2 separate regions of the Mus musculus genome follow, and region 1 is linked to region 2. Evidence: chromatin contacts called from public HiChIP or PLAC-seq data. All regions are on one chromosome and are shown on one strand. Each heading gives the region's core, a stretch centred on a gene start, on an enhancer-like site or on the middle of the called end of the contact. The rest is flanking DNA. Distances are from core to core; before and after follow the strand shown.

What was found. HiChIP or PLAC-seq counts read pairs in DNA pulled down with a chosen protein or histone mark.
Region 1: a contact with region 2 is called in an H3K27ac HiChIP or PLAC-seq map of microglia, with 2.8 times the contacts expected there. The contact joins two enhancer-like sites. A contact is called at or near these places in 1 of 484 Hi-C or Micro-C datasets (nephron progenitors) and 5 of 115 datasets of contacts at active chromatin or transcription factors (CD8 T cells, the HPC-7 cell line, bone marrow-derived macrophages and 2 more).

What each region holds. Positions count from the first base shown.
Region 1 is chr6:134,152,415-134,159,760 of GRCm38.p6, reverse strand. All of the region lies in intron 2 of Etv6 (ets variant 6), which reads right to left. Among named protein-coding and RNA genes, the nearest start is that of Gm52920, 30 kb to the left of the region's middle. Within about 2 kb of position 3,305, at least 87 of the 459 cell types and tissues checked have an H3K27ac peak or open chromatin away from gene starts, as enhancers often do. A contact at or near this core is called in bone marrow-derived macrophages and microglia, where this site is marked.
Region 2 is chr6:134,069,785-134,076,757 of GRCm38.p6, reverse strand. The region is part of intron 1 of Etv6 (ets variant 6); the gene reads right to left. Among named protein-coding and RNA genes, the nearest start is that of Etv6, 38 kb to the right of the region's middle. Within about 2 kb of position 3,612, at least 37 of the 459 cell types and tissues checked have an H3K27ac peak or open chromatin away from gene starts, as enhancers often do. A contact at or near this core is called in bone marrow-derived macrophages and microglia, where this site is marked.

The DNA.
Region 1 (7,346 bases), core at 2,056-4,555, 83 kb before region 2:
TCCCCAAGTTCTTCAAGGGTCAGAAAGCAGGTAACAGGTATTCCTCATGCCACAGCTGGAATAATGGCATGGTTAATTTCTGCATTCATTTTGATTTTTCAAATCCGTTTTAGCCCTTGGTTTCTACAAATTGGTTATAGGACTTGTGGACATTAAAATCTGAGGCTGCCCAAGTCCCCTGTATGAAATGACACGGTAATGACACAGTGTGTAGCATAGAAGCTACACACACACACACACACACACACACACACACACACACACACACTTTCCTGAATATTTCAAATTATGTAAGCATTACTTATAATACAATATAAGTGCGATGTCAACAGTGGTTAGAGCCTAAGAAAAGTGCTTCACACCCTGGCTTAGCTGGACTTAAACAATGTGTAGAACTTCGTTTCCATGAGCCTTGAACTACCAAAAAAACAATCTTTTCCTTACATGCAGAATAAAGAACCTAAACTAGCTTGTGATGATAAAACAATGTATATTTACATCTGAACTGGGCAATATTGATGTTCGGGGATGAAAACTGTTAGTAGGGAAGGGCCCTAAAAATATTTCTCTCCATCTTGGTCATTTAGATTTCACCTTTAACATTTGCAAGTCAAGTCTCAAACAGTCGGGATTTGGAAACACTTCACTAAAAAGGGGAGAGAGATGGGGAGAGAGAAAGAGAGAGCGTGCACGCGCACGTGGTTATATTTAGATTTTATTGAATTAAGAATTCTTTTATGTCAACAAAGTCAACTTAAAATTATGACGAGGGAAATAATGAAATACAGTCTAAGTTTTTCATACTTAAAATCCTGAACTTGTCTTTCAAAGCCAATTCTTATAATTAGAATGATTAAAAAAAAAGTTTAGACTTTGATTGTTAAAGATAGACCTAAGAATGACATGAGAAACTTAAATGGAGAACTGCCCTTCTCAGCTGTCCCTGTAACTGTGTGACCTGGTAGCTAAAGGCTAAGTAGCTGGAAGGACTTGAGGGTTTGCTTCAGACACTCCACAATCCAGCTACCTTTTAAAGGAAATATGCAATTAAGTTACTTTCCCCAAGTCACTGTGGTTTTAATTCTCTCACAATTCTAGGGTTAAACTTCTTAGTAAAGAAATTGTCATTACAAACATAACAAAAACCAGAAAAAAACAAAAACCCCAAACTGGTCTCTTTAAATACACACATCAGACACCCAGTTGAGGCTCAGGTCTGACCACCAGAATGCCTTCACCACTCTGACACCTTGGGCTGTTGAGTCACAAGATTCCCCAGGAAAGAGGTTCTTTAAATTGCCAAATTACATAATTGTTCTTTTGAAGTCCCAAATGTTCTTCTGTGGTTTAAGATAAACTAGTGTTTGGCGATTCTTCCTGCAAATGAATTACCTTTTGTAACCAAGGCTCCAGGAAAATTAACTCCTCTGTTGATTTTCCGGCTTCCATATTTGGGTTATTGCACTCAGGGATGATTTATAACAGAAGCAGAGCCCACTTTCTACTTTTTAGATGCTGTAGTTGCCACACACACAATCATCACTGTCCTCTTCCTCCTCCTCTTCCTCATCATCTTTGATGGAAGAGAGACTTTCTGTTTTATGTCAGCTGCCTTTTTACTAATGTAGCACACCAAAGGCTTTCAATATAATTGATCAATTGACTATTGTTGGAAATTTTAGAATCTGTAAGCATAAGGACCTTTTGGGTAGTTTTCTCCCATCAGTGTCAGAGCTGCCTGCATTCAAGGCTGTTTAAACCTTGCATGAGTTGAGCTAAAATTGGAGAGAATATTCAGAGGGCAACTCCATATACTCTCTGCAGACCTTTGGTCTACTCAGAGAGGCAGAGTAGCTGAACCAGACATGCTGGTTATATGGAACGACGCTCCATGGCGAGAGTTTGACCAAGCAGGGGCGTGTTCATCGACCTCTCTGGATTTCTTCCTCTCTGCTTGCTGGGAGAATCCCCCTTCTCATGGGAACCTGAAGCTCTGAGCATAAAGCTGTCACTGCAGCCATGTTGATCTGTTACCATGGAGATCACTCTGGTAACATACAAACCTGCCACCAGTCCAGACACACAAGAGCCTCTTTCTGACTCCCACAAGGATCTCTCTCTCTCTCTCTCTCTCTCTCTCTCTCTCTCTCTCTCTCTCTCTCTCTCTCTCTCTCTCCCCCTACCCTCACCAGTTTAAAGTTCATTTCTGCCGGGATTTTGCTTCAAAATGTTTATAGAGTTTGGCTTTTAAATGTCATTAAGAATCTGAGTACTCAGAAACAGAGAGGGAGGTACTGAACAGTGTCTCAAGATTTCAAAGCAACAAAGTTCACATAGAACAACTGCTCCCCAGGTGTGAGTTATAGACTCAGTTATGGCATTATTGGATAAAGAGCCAAAAGCAAATGACGGGGACCCGTGGGTAGCGTAGCTTACTACTTACTGATTATCTCCAATGCACTGCTTGCACGGCATCCCGCCCATGACTGTGAGCTGTGAAATGTTAAAGCATTACTTACGGTAATCTCTACAGAGTCACTATGTTTTCAGAAACTGGAAATCCTATATTAGGCAATGCCACCTAGTTGATCTGTATATGACATCTGTATATGTACAGTTGTCATGCTGCTGGCAACCAAAGCATGTCAGGACCACCCCGGATCTTAGGCAAGCGCCCTGGCTCATCTATGAAGGTGTAACACAGACCTTACTTATTCTTGACTGGCAGAAGTTGGGTGGGTTTTCTTTGGGGAAATGCAAACTAGAGGAATTGCAAACACAGGCTTGGAAGCCAATGTGGGTTACACAGAGAGTTCAAGGCCAGGACAGGCAGCATAGTAAGACCTACCACAAGGCAGATCTTTCCTTAAGCATCAAATGAGGCTACATGTTATGTAGGACCTGATGCCTGGTGGGAAGACTTTTTCTTTAAGCTTCATGGTTATTAAAGACAAAGAAAGGAGGGGAAGGAGGCAGGGCTATTGTCTGGAAGATGTCTGTCACTGGGCTGGTGGTAACTAGCAAAGGTCCTCTGCTGGGCCTTCTGAGTCATGGAGGGAAGGCTGGAGCCGACTGGGTCAGGTTCTGAATGCCCAGGCTTCGGATGGATCTGCACCACATAAAGCCATCATATTCTCTGGCTTCCTTTATAAGAGATGGGTACAGGCAACTCTAGTATCCAGTGCTGGAGGCGAATGAATAAAGAAGGCAAAACTTGCTGTGTTGAGCTCTCAGAATGAAACCCAGGCCACTTCCCTCATCTGGGCCACCTGGCATTGGAAGGGTACAAAGGAACTGTTAGACACACCAGAAGACACAGTTGACTCTCAGTTTCTATAGCTTGGTGGTCTGCCTGGGGACTCGCCACAAGGTCCCAGTGAGAGACTGTTTACTCACAGGTGACTTGTCCTTAGCACTAGTGTTTGAAGAGCAGGGACTTCCAGACATAACTCAGACTGACTGACTGGCAACTGCCCCCCTTTATTCCTCTTCCCTTCCTTCAAAGCTTACAGAATTCCACTTCCTGGCCAATAGTCGCCTTGTTCCCTCTTGAGGTCTCCTCCCTTGCCTCAGACTACCAGCTAAGAAAAGCTAACCAAGCAATTGATAGCGGGGATCCAGGAAAGCACGTGCGCACTCGAACCCCGCAGGGCCCTGCCCCCTCTTCTCATCCCCAAACAGAATAAACAATCAATCCATCTCTTCTACCCCTCCCCCCACCCAGGTCCTCACCAGGGAAGGAAAGCAGCAAATCAGCATGCAGACTGGGCTACAGAATTTCAGTGCCCCCACCAAACCCACTCTTAAGACCAAATGGGGAATATACAGTAATGAGGGAAAGGAATTTTTTTTTAATAAGACCCCATTGGCTACTAGAAAGGCCTATGAAAAATTAAACTGAGAGATTGAATTTCTGAACAGGAGAAATGGCAGTGTTTCTCCTCTTACCATGAACTCACAATGCTGCGACACAGGCCAAACAGGAACAGGGCTGTGAAGCCTTAACTGTTAGATGCCATTGAAGTGAAGTTTTCCCCTGAGATTTGCTCCTAGATGTCACTCTTATAAGTGGCTTAGAAAGAAAAATTGGTTTTGATTGAAAAATAGTTTGGAAAATATATATATATCCCCCGCCAAGGGAGAATTAGCAATGAGAAGATGAACAATTAATTCAAACTGTGTAAGTGGCAAGTTATAAAATATTAGAAGCATGCTGGCATAGACATAAAGCTTATTTATACAAAGAACAATGAATAAAATCAATCGCAAGATGGAAAACAAATGTCCAGAGCCAGGGGTAGCGGCCCCTGACAGGCTGAGGCAGGAGAATCACTGTTGAGATGGGAGTCAGCATATACAATGAGACCTTGTCTCAAAAGCAACCAATGTACAATGATGATGTTGAAATGCTGCTATCTAATTAGTAAGTATGATGCTTCACAGAAAAATAAAGCTATATTTCCTGTAACTGCCATGCTCCTGCATACAAGAGGTGCTCAGTACACACTGGTTTTGATGAACCATGCTCGAAGTTTTTGCTTTCTTACACGGAGTTCCCCTCACCTGTTCATTTGGTACTCGTAAAAATGAGAATTATGGTCCAACCGTGCCGATACAGATAAGGTGTCCTCAGTGGATTAAGTCTTAACTGAAGAGATACACATCTTAACCTTGGTCTCTACCATCATTAGTTTCTTGCTTCATACAGGGCTACAGTTCCAAGTACAGTGCATCACCGTAAGCTCAGCACTAAAGACGTGCTCATGTGGGTTCACACGCATTCACTGGAGGCCAAAGGTCTCCCTCGAGCATCGTTCCTTGGGAGCCATCCACCTTGTTTTGCCATGTGCAGCTCTCCTTGGCCTGGGGTTTGCTGATTACGTAAGGATGGATGGTCAGTGAGTCCCCAGGACCCTGCCTGTCTCTACCTCCCCTGCACTGCGATAACAGGCGTACACCAACAACCCTGGCTTTTTCATGTGTGTTCTGGAGATAGAAGTCAAATACTGAAGCTTGTGTGGCAAGCACATTACCCACACAGCTAACTCCCCGTATCTGTGTCTGTAAAGCGATGACAGAGCCGCCTACCCATCAGGCTTGTGGAGAGTAAAACCGAGGGAGCAACCTGTTACAGCTGCAGTTGACCTTACACCCTGTAAACCTCGGGAGATGACGGGCAGGACAGTTTAGCAGCCCTAGTATCACAACATAGAGACCATCGAGACTGCATGCCGTCTTTCAATTTCCTTTGAACAAGAGTAGCCATGAAGGGCAGGTTTAAATGAACAACCATTTGGAAAAGTCCTGGGTGTCCTGTGAGAAAAAACCTGGTGCTTCAAAGTAAGTCCTCTTGAGGAAACTCCCGAGTTCAGCCACAGTCCCCATTATTTCCACGTCAGCATCACCAGAAGCCCCCAGTGATAACTCACTACAGCTGGTATTTCTGGGAAGCACCATATTTCCCTGCTTACCTCACACACACTAACAAAATCTGTTTCCATCCTTGAGGCAAGTTTCTCCATCTGAGATGCTGTTGTTATATAGGACACATGTCTTCCTGACTCCTTAGAGTAGAATTTATAAACAACCACAAAAGCCGGGGCCTGTGGCTAAAGAGATGGACAGGGTCTAAGAGCCCATTCTGATCTTACAGAGGATCTGAGTTCAGTTCCCAGCACCTACATTGGACATCTCACACCCATATTAGGAAGTTGCCTTGAACTATGTACAGCTCGAGGGAAATTGGACATGTTATTCAGTTTCTGCAGGGAGTGCCCACAAGTGCATACATGAGTGCGCTCGCGAACACACACACACACACACACACACACACACACACACACGTTATTCAGTTTCTGCAGGCAATACACACAATCTTAGTTTAAAAGGCAGGACCCTTTAAAACTGATTATAATGTGAGGATTGCAAAGAGACAGGTACATTCAGAGTCCAGCTTCTTCCAGTATTATAGATGAGCAACTGAAGCTCACATGGATAAATAAAATTGAGTAACAGTCAGGATTGGACTCCAGCCTTTGGTCTCCAGGTTCAACACTCTTCATTCTCTGCTTCATTGCCATTCTAAATGTCTAACTTGTTATAGTTTTCTCCACCAAGCCTAGTTGTATAGGAAGAAAAATCTCTAATAAATATTTACCAAACTGATCTGTAAATATAATTTTACTATCTTAGCCCAGTACTGGGCCTCAACCCCAAAAGAGTCCATTGGTGGATTAATGAAAAACCATGATGGAGCTCTGAGTGTTTACAGAGTATGTTTGAGATCGCAACCTAATTTCTATACAGGAATGAAGAAAAGCTGTTGCTGTGTTCACTGTAAGGACAAGGAAACTGAGGCCAAGAGGTTAAGAGACTTGGCTGCATTGCTGGCTGTATAGTGCTAGAAATGACAGTTTAAAATCGTTGGTTTCCAAGGTCTGTAAGTTTTTGATCCTACTGACCTAGGCCTAACGAATAATGGCTGTTCTTACACACTGCCCAAAAGATGCTGTTATCTTTTTCTCTCTTAATTTGTTTTTTTCTAAAGGCAAAGAAAGAAGGAAAGAAGGAAAGGAAGGGAGGGAAGGAAAAAGAAAAGAAATGTAGGGTGCTGGGGTGTAATTTAGTGGGAGAGTAAATTGCCCAGGATGCACAAGGCCCTGAGTTCTATCCTTAACCCAACCCTAACAAAAGAGGGGGAAAGGAGGGAGAAGAAAAGGAGACACAGAGACAGACAGACAGAGACACAGACACACACAGAAAAAGAGAGAGAGAGATAGAGAAAGAGATGCGTACTCAGGAGGTGACAACAGGAGGATTACATCACGCCCAAGGCCTAGTCTACAAGGTGGGTTCTGGATCAGTACCAGGGCTATGAAGCAAGACCCTGTCTTAAAAATAAAAACAGCAACAAAGGGAATCTTCATATCAGTGTACAAGACAAAACCAAAACTCCGCTACACTGGCTGACTGAAGTGCAAAAAACTACACGCTCAGCACAAGACCGTCATCTGCCCAGTGCAGAGAGAGCTCTATTTTCTTGAACAAAGCCGGCTTCAGACCAGCTCTGAGATAAGAATAGCAGTTACATGGACTGCCTACAAGATTTTAAGGGGCAGCTAAAGGAACCAGCTGAAGCCATCTTCAATCATTGTTTTCAATCATGTCAAAAGAAGGAAAGAGATCACTCCTAAGTCTGGGCAGCCTCGGGCTTTACCATCACCTACAAGGAGGCTCCAAGCACTCCTAGGATGGGCGAAGCTGGTAAGGAAAGGTGACAAGAGGCAGGAAGGATGCCCCAGGCCTCCCCGAGACTGCTCGAAGCCTGTTAAAGACAGAGATGGTGG
Region 2 (6,973 bases), core at 2,363-4,862:
GATGACCAGTTGAAAGGGAGCTACTGTACAAACCCTCTGTCCACACAGCTGCCTCTTTCTCACAGAGGTACCCTGAGCTTAGGATGCTACCAAACACATCTCAGTTGCCTTAGATCATAGCCCTTAGGGTCCAGCCTTAGTTTCATCCATAAGTATGCTGAACCTTCCCAAATGGCATCATGAATCTGGCCTGTGACACTGTGTGTTCTCGGCTCCTGGTAAGAACACTCATCCTGCGCTTGTATGTATATGAAAATCAATCAGTCCTACCTTCCCTAGGAGGTATGCCAAGCACTGAGGTTTGCATGGTGGGCCCTAGAGAGGGGGTGAGCAGATGTTAGAGAAAAGCAAAGGAGACAAGGGAGAAGTTCCAACTGTCCCAGGGGAGGACAAATTGCCGTGGAGAGAACACACCTCGTGGTGGGGACAGGAGAAACATTGTGCGAGATAGACCTGTGCCCCCCACAGGCACCGCTGCTGTTCCTCCAAACACTGTCAAACTAAGCTGCTAACATAAAAGTTCAGTGGGGGCCACTTAATTTTCCTCTTAAAAAAAAAGGCAAAATGTTAGCACCCAAACAGCAAACGGTAGCCTCGCCTAGTAATTTTGCTTGTTAGCCTAACAGTGAATATTTCTGTCAGGAGGTCAGTAAATTCACATCTTTCTCCCATATAAGACCAGAGATAAACTAGCCAGGGTTTACAATAAAGTATGCCTAGACAAGAGGCATGCACACTTGTAATCCCATCACACTGGAAGAGGAGGAGAGGAGACTGAAGTTCCAAGCCAGGATGGTCTACTTAGAAAGGCCCTATTTCAAAAAGTTCATTATTATAAACGAAACTTAAAAGGCTCCAGTGAATGGGACCAGCAAGATGGTAAAAAGGACTTGCCAGGTAAACATAATGGTATGTGCCGGATCCATCCAAGAAAGCTAGGAATGTGGCGGTGCTCATCTGAAATCCCAACATTCCGACAGCGAGATAGACGGGAGGCAGAGACAGGACAATCAGCTGCAGGCTCCCAGCCAACTCTTCCTGGAATACTCAACATGGCAGAAAGAAGAAACCCTACCTCAAAGCCAAAGCAGAAGGAAAAGACCAACTCACAAATGAAGTCCTCTGATGTCCTCATATACACTGGGCCACACGCATTCGTACACACATCAGACACACAAATAATAATAAATTTTAAAGCAGTAAGAGCCATATGGTGTCATGAACTATTCAAAACATGCTTCAGAAAGTTTCTAATCCAAGCCCTGCCCACCTCGGCCCAGGTCTCTATTGATTCTGGCCTCTATAGAGATCCTCTACACAACATAAAGCTTTTAGAAAAATGGGACAGTGTCCCTGAACCTTCGAGGACACAAACGCTTCCCTCTACTTGCCGACTTTGAAATGTTCTTCACAATCTAACCAACTCTTCTGGAACTTTCCCTGCCTGGACCTGCTTCCTTGTAAGAGATTTTCCCGAGATCTTGCCAAAACATTTCTTCATCACCTATTTTCTTTGTTTAAAAAAAGAAACAGATGTAGCAACTAACCTTTGCTCCTTGTCTTTCTTGTTTTCTTCAGGCGCCCTGTGTACCTTAATATTGAACATTGGCTTCTTTGTGCCACCTCCAGTGTTACACATTGATTTGGGGCTTGCACTGAAATCACGAATTAATCACTCTGAAGTGGAAAATAATGGCTACAGACCTAGCCTGCCCCTAAGCACAGTCTTCATTAGTTGACAGAGATCCTTCTAGTCAGCCCCTAGGGACTAAATGAGAACCTGTTAGGACAACAGGCCATCACTATCCTAGTAGTGTCTCCATGTGTTACCATCCTTCTGGATTCCTAAGGATGCCCTGAAATCTGAGTTATTTGTTTGTTCTACATCAAATCCAGAGATCCTGAAAGGGAGACTATGCTGTTTTACCTTCTACTTTTCATGGAAGCTTCTGCAATAGGGTCTTGGGGTCCTGAGAGTTATTCAGAAAGCCCCAATAACCAAAGAGACAGTGTGCACCTATTTCCTTGGTCACTGAGCACTGGGAGTTACTGATCCCACAAGACCAAGGGGGAAGGAGCTAACTGAAAGTCAAAGGGACAGCACACAGGACAGAGTGAGCAGAAATGATCAGAAAGCCCAAGGTCTAATCCCAGTGGCTGCCACACAACACATGGTGACTTCTGTCCCCTCAAGGTAATCATGACATTTTCTTTCCAAGTTCATTCACTGGTTCTCCAACTACTTATTGGGATCAAGTCCAAGCCACACCCTTTAATATTTCCCTGTAGCCTTTGCTTCAGGGCATGGTTTGCTTTCTTTGGTTAAAGCTTCCCTTTGCTCAAGTCTTCCCAGGCTTCTTAGGCATTAAAATGACTGTGGTTCTAGAGTCGGGCACCCAGAACCTGACAGAGGCCCCAGCATCCCCTGGATGTGCTGACTATATCCTTGCTTAGTTTCAGAGCTCTGTTTTGCCTGGCTGACACATTATCACACAAAGATCAAATGAGTGAACACCTACAGAACGTGTGATCAGCAGTTATCACACAGAACTCTCTTCATAAGTTTAAGTCATTCTTCCTACCCTCCTCACTGTACCCTAACTTAAAGAACCCTCTCTCTATCTTTTCAAGTCCTTCAGTTTTCCACACTGATCCCATATTGCTTTGTACCATGGCTTATCTTATACACAGCCTCTTATCTCAACCAGGCTGCAAACTCCTTAAAGTCGAGAAGCACAGCTGCCGTGCTGTCCTTTGTCGACAATATTCCAAAATGTCTAAATGCAGGAATGTGTGTACTCACGGGTTCACAGCAATGAGAATCATGGTCTCCTTTGTCCAAAAGTGTTTCATTAATTTAACGATTTTTCCTATGTAAAGATCTCGGCTAGAGGAATTGATTGCCCAGGATTATGTGAGTGTATCCCGCCCTCCTGACCCTTTAAGTTGTGTTGGAACTGCTGGCACACATGTACAATCCTAACATTTAAGAAGCAAAAACAGTGAAAGGAGCAAGGCTAGCCTGAGGTACATGATGAGCTCCAGGCTAGTCTGGGCTTCAGAACAAGACCCTTGTCTCAATAAATCACTGGCAAATTTAAACATTAAGTATGGTGTGTACAGATGCCTCACTGGGTAAAACATTTGCAGCCACATCTGGTAAACTGAGTTTAATCTCCAGGACTTACATACTGGAAGGAAAAACTGGCACATTATCCTCTGATCTCTATATACCTAGGCATCCCTCCACCCCTATACCCCCACACTAAATAAGTCCAATTTCTTCGTAAGTATCAGAGGCACTGTGAATTGAGGGAGACTACATTTTTGATAAGAAATCTGTGTACCATTGTGATCATATCTCACACAGCCTTTGACAAATCAAGGTGTGAAAATGGTCTCTGAAAGGCACAAAAGGTTTCCTAAGAGACACAATGATGAATTCCTGGCAGGCTGATAGAAATAGTTATCTGGTCTACCCTTGGAAGCTCCGGCCATAGAGGAACTAAGATGTCAAAGACAAAGTGAATCTTCTTTAAGGTTCTGTCCACCTGCTGGGAAGAAAACCCCAACGGTAGCTGGTGAATGAGCACAGGATCACTGGGGCTGGCAAGGCACAGACAAATGAGGAAGCATCATAGCTGCACAGATTACACAAGCAGGAGTCATCGAAGATAACAAACACAGAGGAATTAATTATACTTCGGGTAGATGTCAGCGATGAATACGGTATCTGAAGACTTTCTTGTAAGTTGAAAAATATGACAATCAACAAAAGCTTCCACTGTGGACTCTGCAAACATTTACTCTGACTGTGGCTGGTTGTGTTTGGAGAAGGGCTGAGAAGGCTCCATGTACACGTGAGGACTCTTCTTTCACATTCTCCTCTCAGTGCTGAGAAGACAAAGGCTGGAATCGTCTACTTTCGTTCAATTATACAAGCATAATACCCCATTTCATCTTCACTATAGAAAAGATTAAGACGAGACTCTACTGCTATTTGCTACTGCATTTAAATTAGATTTGATAACGACCAGCTTTCTTGTGGACCCTCCCTTCCCTTCACCGGCCACAGAAACATTCACGTGCGTGAGAAAATGCAGTGTTGGGTTTTAGATGCTCACTTCCTACTTCCTGGTTCTCACCCAGAGAAGAAGTATTAAAAGTCACGAGAAAGGAGGGAAATGTCACTTTTACCCAGAAAGAATCAGGAAGTGCCCCAAATCCAAAAAGGAAGATGTCTTGAGAAACTAGCCTTTCTTCTCACAGGCACATAAGAGTTGTGCCCTATGGGGTTGGTGTCTTATGAAAGGAATCCTGGTTGTTCAGCTTCTATTATTATTATTATTATTATTATTTATTTATTTATTTATTTTAAATACCCAAGAAGGAAGTTGGATATTTAAATATCCAAGAGGTTTAACTGATACACAACTCAACCATGAATTAGCACAAAGATCACCAAGCAGTGGTGATGGCTCTCTGCACTAACGAGGAGGAAAGTTTGCCAACACAAATGACAGGCCAACCTCCAAACAGCAAGTGCCACCTTCTTAGCTGTCCTCAGCTCTCATGCTCCCTTCTTAGACCCCTTCTTGGGACATGCTATGGAGAGTAGCAGCCACTGTGACCAAGGTCATACTTACATGACCCAGTGTGCTTCTCTGAGAGCCCTGGTCATTAGCAAACTGTGTTTTAATTTCACTTATCTTCGTGTGCAAGTTGAAACTTACAGGCTACATTTTGCTAGTTGCATCATCTGTACCTTCTAGATGCTACATTTGAACTCTAGGTAGTAATTAGATAATATGAAGAAATTACTCTTAGCTTTGTTAGTTTTAATGATGGCATTTTGTTTGTTTTTAAAGGATGTGAAAGGCATATTTAAGTGTTTATATGTGGAATTACAAGGGATTTATATAGTACTATAAAATAGCAGGTTGGTGGAGGTTTGCAAAGGGTGGAAAGGCATAGGGCAAGATTAATCACGCACTAGTAACTGTCAAAGCTGAGTGATAAGTGTGGAAAATGCTCTGTCACTCTTACTGCTTTTGAATATATGTGGAAATGTTTAATAAACATTGTGAAGCTAAATAGTAAAAACGAAAAGTATTTGTCTCAGGATGGAAAAACTTCATTAGCAAAAATTCAGAGGGGGGAAAAAGGATGTCTTAAAATTAACTAAAACAAGCTGTTTGGGCCAGCAAGATGTCCTCACGGGTAGAAGCGCATGCTATTCAATCCTGACCAGATACATTTAACTCATGGTACCTACATTTAAAAGCTAGATGCAGTGGCTAGTGTGTGTCATCTTATTCCCAGCATCCCTACTGTGAGAGAGAAGGCAGAAGGTGAAGCAGCAGGGAACTCTTGTATGCAGTATAGGAGCAGAAACAGCAAGAGACTCTGCCTCAAAAACAACCAGAAGGGGATACATGGATGCCTACATGGGGGGTGAGGGGGGGGAAAAGTGGTGAGAGGGAAGGAGCGGAGGGAGCAGGGGGGGAGAAGTGGAGAGAGGGAAGGAGCGGAGGGAGCAGAGGGAGGGGGTGGGGGGGGAGAAGTGGTGAGAGGGAAGAAGCTAAGGGAGCGGGGGTGGGGGGGGGAGAAGTGGAGGGAGGGAAGGAGCGGACAGAGCAGAGCAAGGGAGACAAATTAATAATATAATTGTTTTAAAGTGGAAAGAGAACATTTGGTCCATAAAATTTGTTCTCCAACCTCTAAAAGCAAACAACAGCACACAAGGCTCCAATTCATTCATTCATTCATTCATTCATTCATTCATTCTCTCCCCACTCCTATGGCACACATACACAAAACACACACTGAATAAAACCTTTTCTTAAGAAATAATAAATGAAACTACATGCTCATTTGACTTATCAAATAGCAACAATTCAAAAACTACTAGAGAAGCTGGGCGTGGTGGCACACGCCTTTAATCCCAGCACTTGGGAGGCAGAGGCAGGAGAATTTCTGAGTTCCTACAGGCCAGCCTGGCCTACAGAGTGAGTTCCAGGACAGCCAGGGCTATACAGACAAACCCTGTCTGGAAAAAACCAAAGGGGAAAAAAACCCCACTGGAGATGAGAGACCACAGATTGTTAGAACCGATCTATCTGCAGATAAGAAAAAGACCCAGTTGTCACCTGTTGTTACTGTTTAGTTGGTGAAAGCACTCGGGGTACATATGATGCTAACAATGGTATTGTGTAAACAAGGTTATTTTGCATTAACAGAAGCACAGATAAAATCAATTTGTCACATCATTCCTAAAACTCCCTCCATGCAGGACCAACCACCATGGACAACTTCTGACCCATCTGGCAATGTCCATGACAGATGTCTGTCCTTTCATCCGTCCACATGGTAATGTGCAGCCACTGAATTAATTATCAACTCCTTTCCTAAGAGACTGTTTCTAGCTAGGAAGTTTTAGGACACCATGAAGTTATGTTATGAGACAGAATCTTACGAGAGAAAAGGTGACATAAGAGGAGAAATAACAACTCGTTAGGGAATTTTTCTCGGGGCAATCTGTTTCTGAGTTTACTGTTTCTGAGTTTATAGTCTAGTGACATTTCCAGGAAAACAAACTCTAAATTCAGACCCACAGTCTGCTCTAAGTTTCCTGAGACGCAAGGGAACAGAAAGTAAAGCCACACTTAACAAGAAGTCCTGAGACAGGCACGCTCCCTTCCTCTCTCCAGTCATGGACCACAAACTGATGAGAAAGTCGTGTGAGCTAGTGGAATAGACATCGGAGCCTAAAACTGTCACAGTCTGGGGTCACAAAACAAAACAAAAACCTAGGTAAATTCAGTTAGTATATAATGAGTTTACACTTTCTCTCTTAGTTGAATTATACTTTAAAAGAAAACAATTAGCTGACACAATGAATGTAAACAAAAAATATGCACCAAAAATTTGCTCATTGGCCAGCGATCTGTTGCCCATGGATAGAATGGAGCTC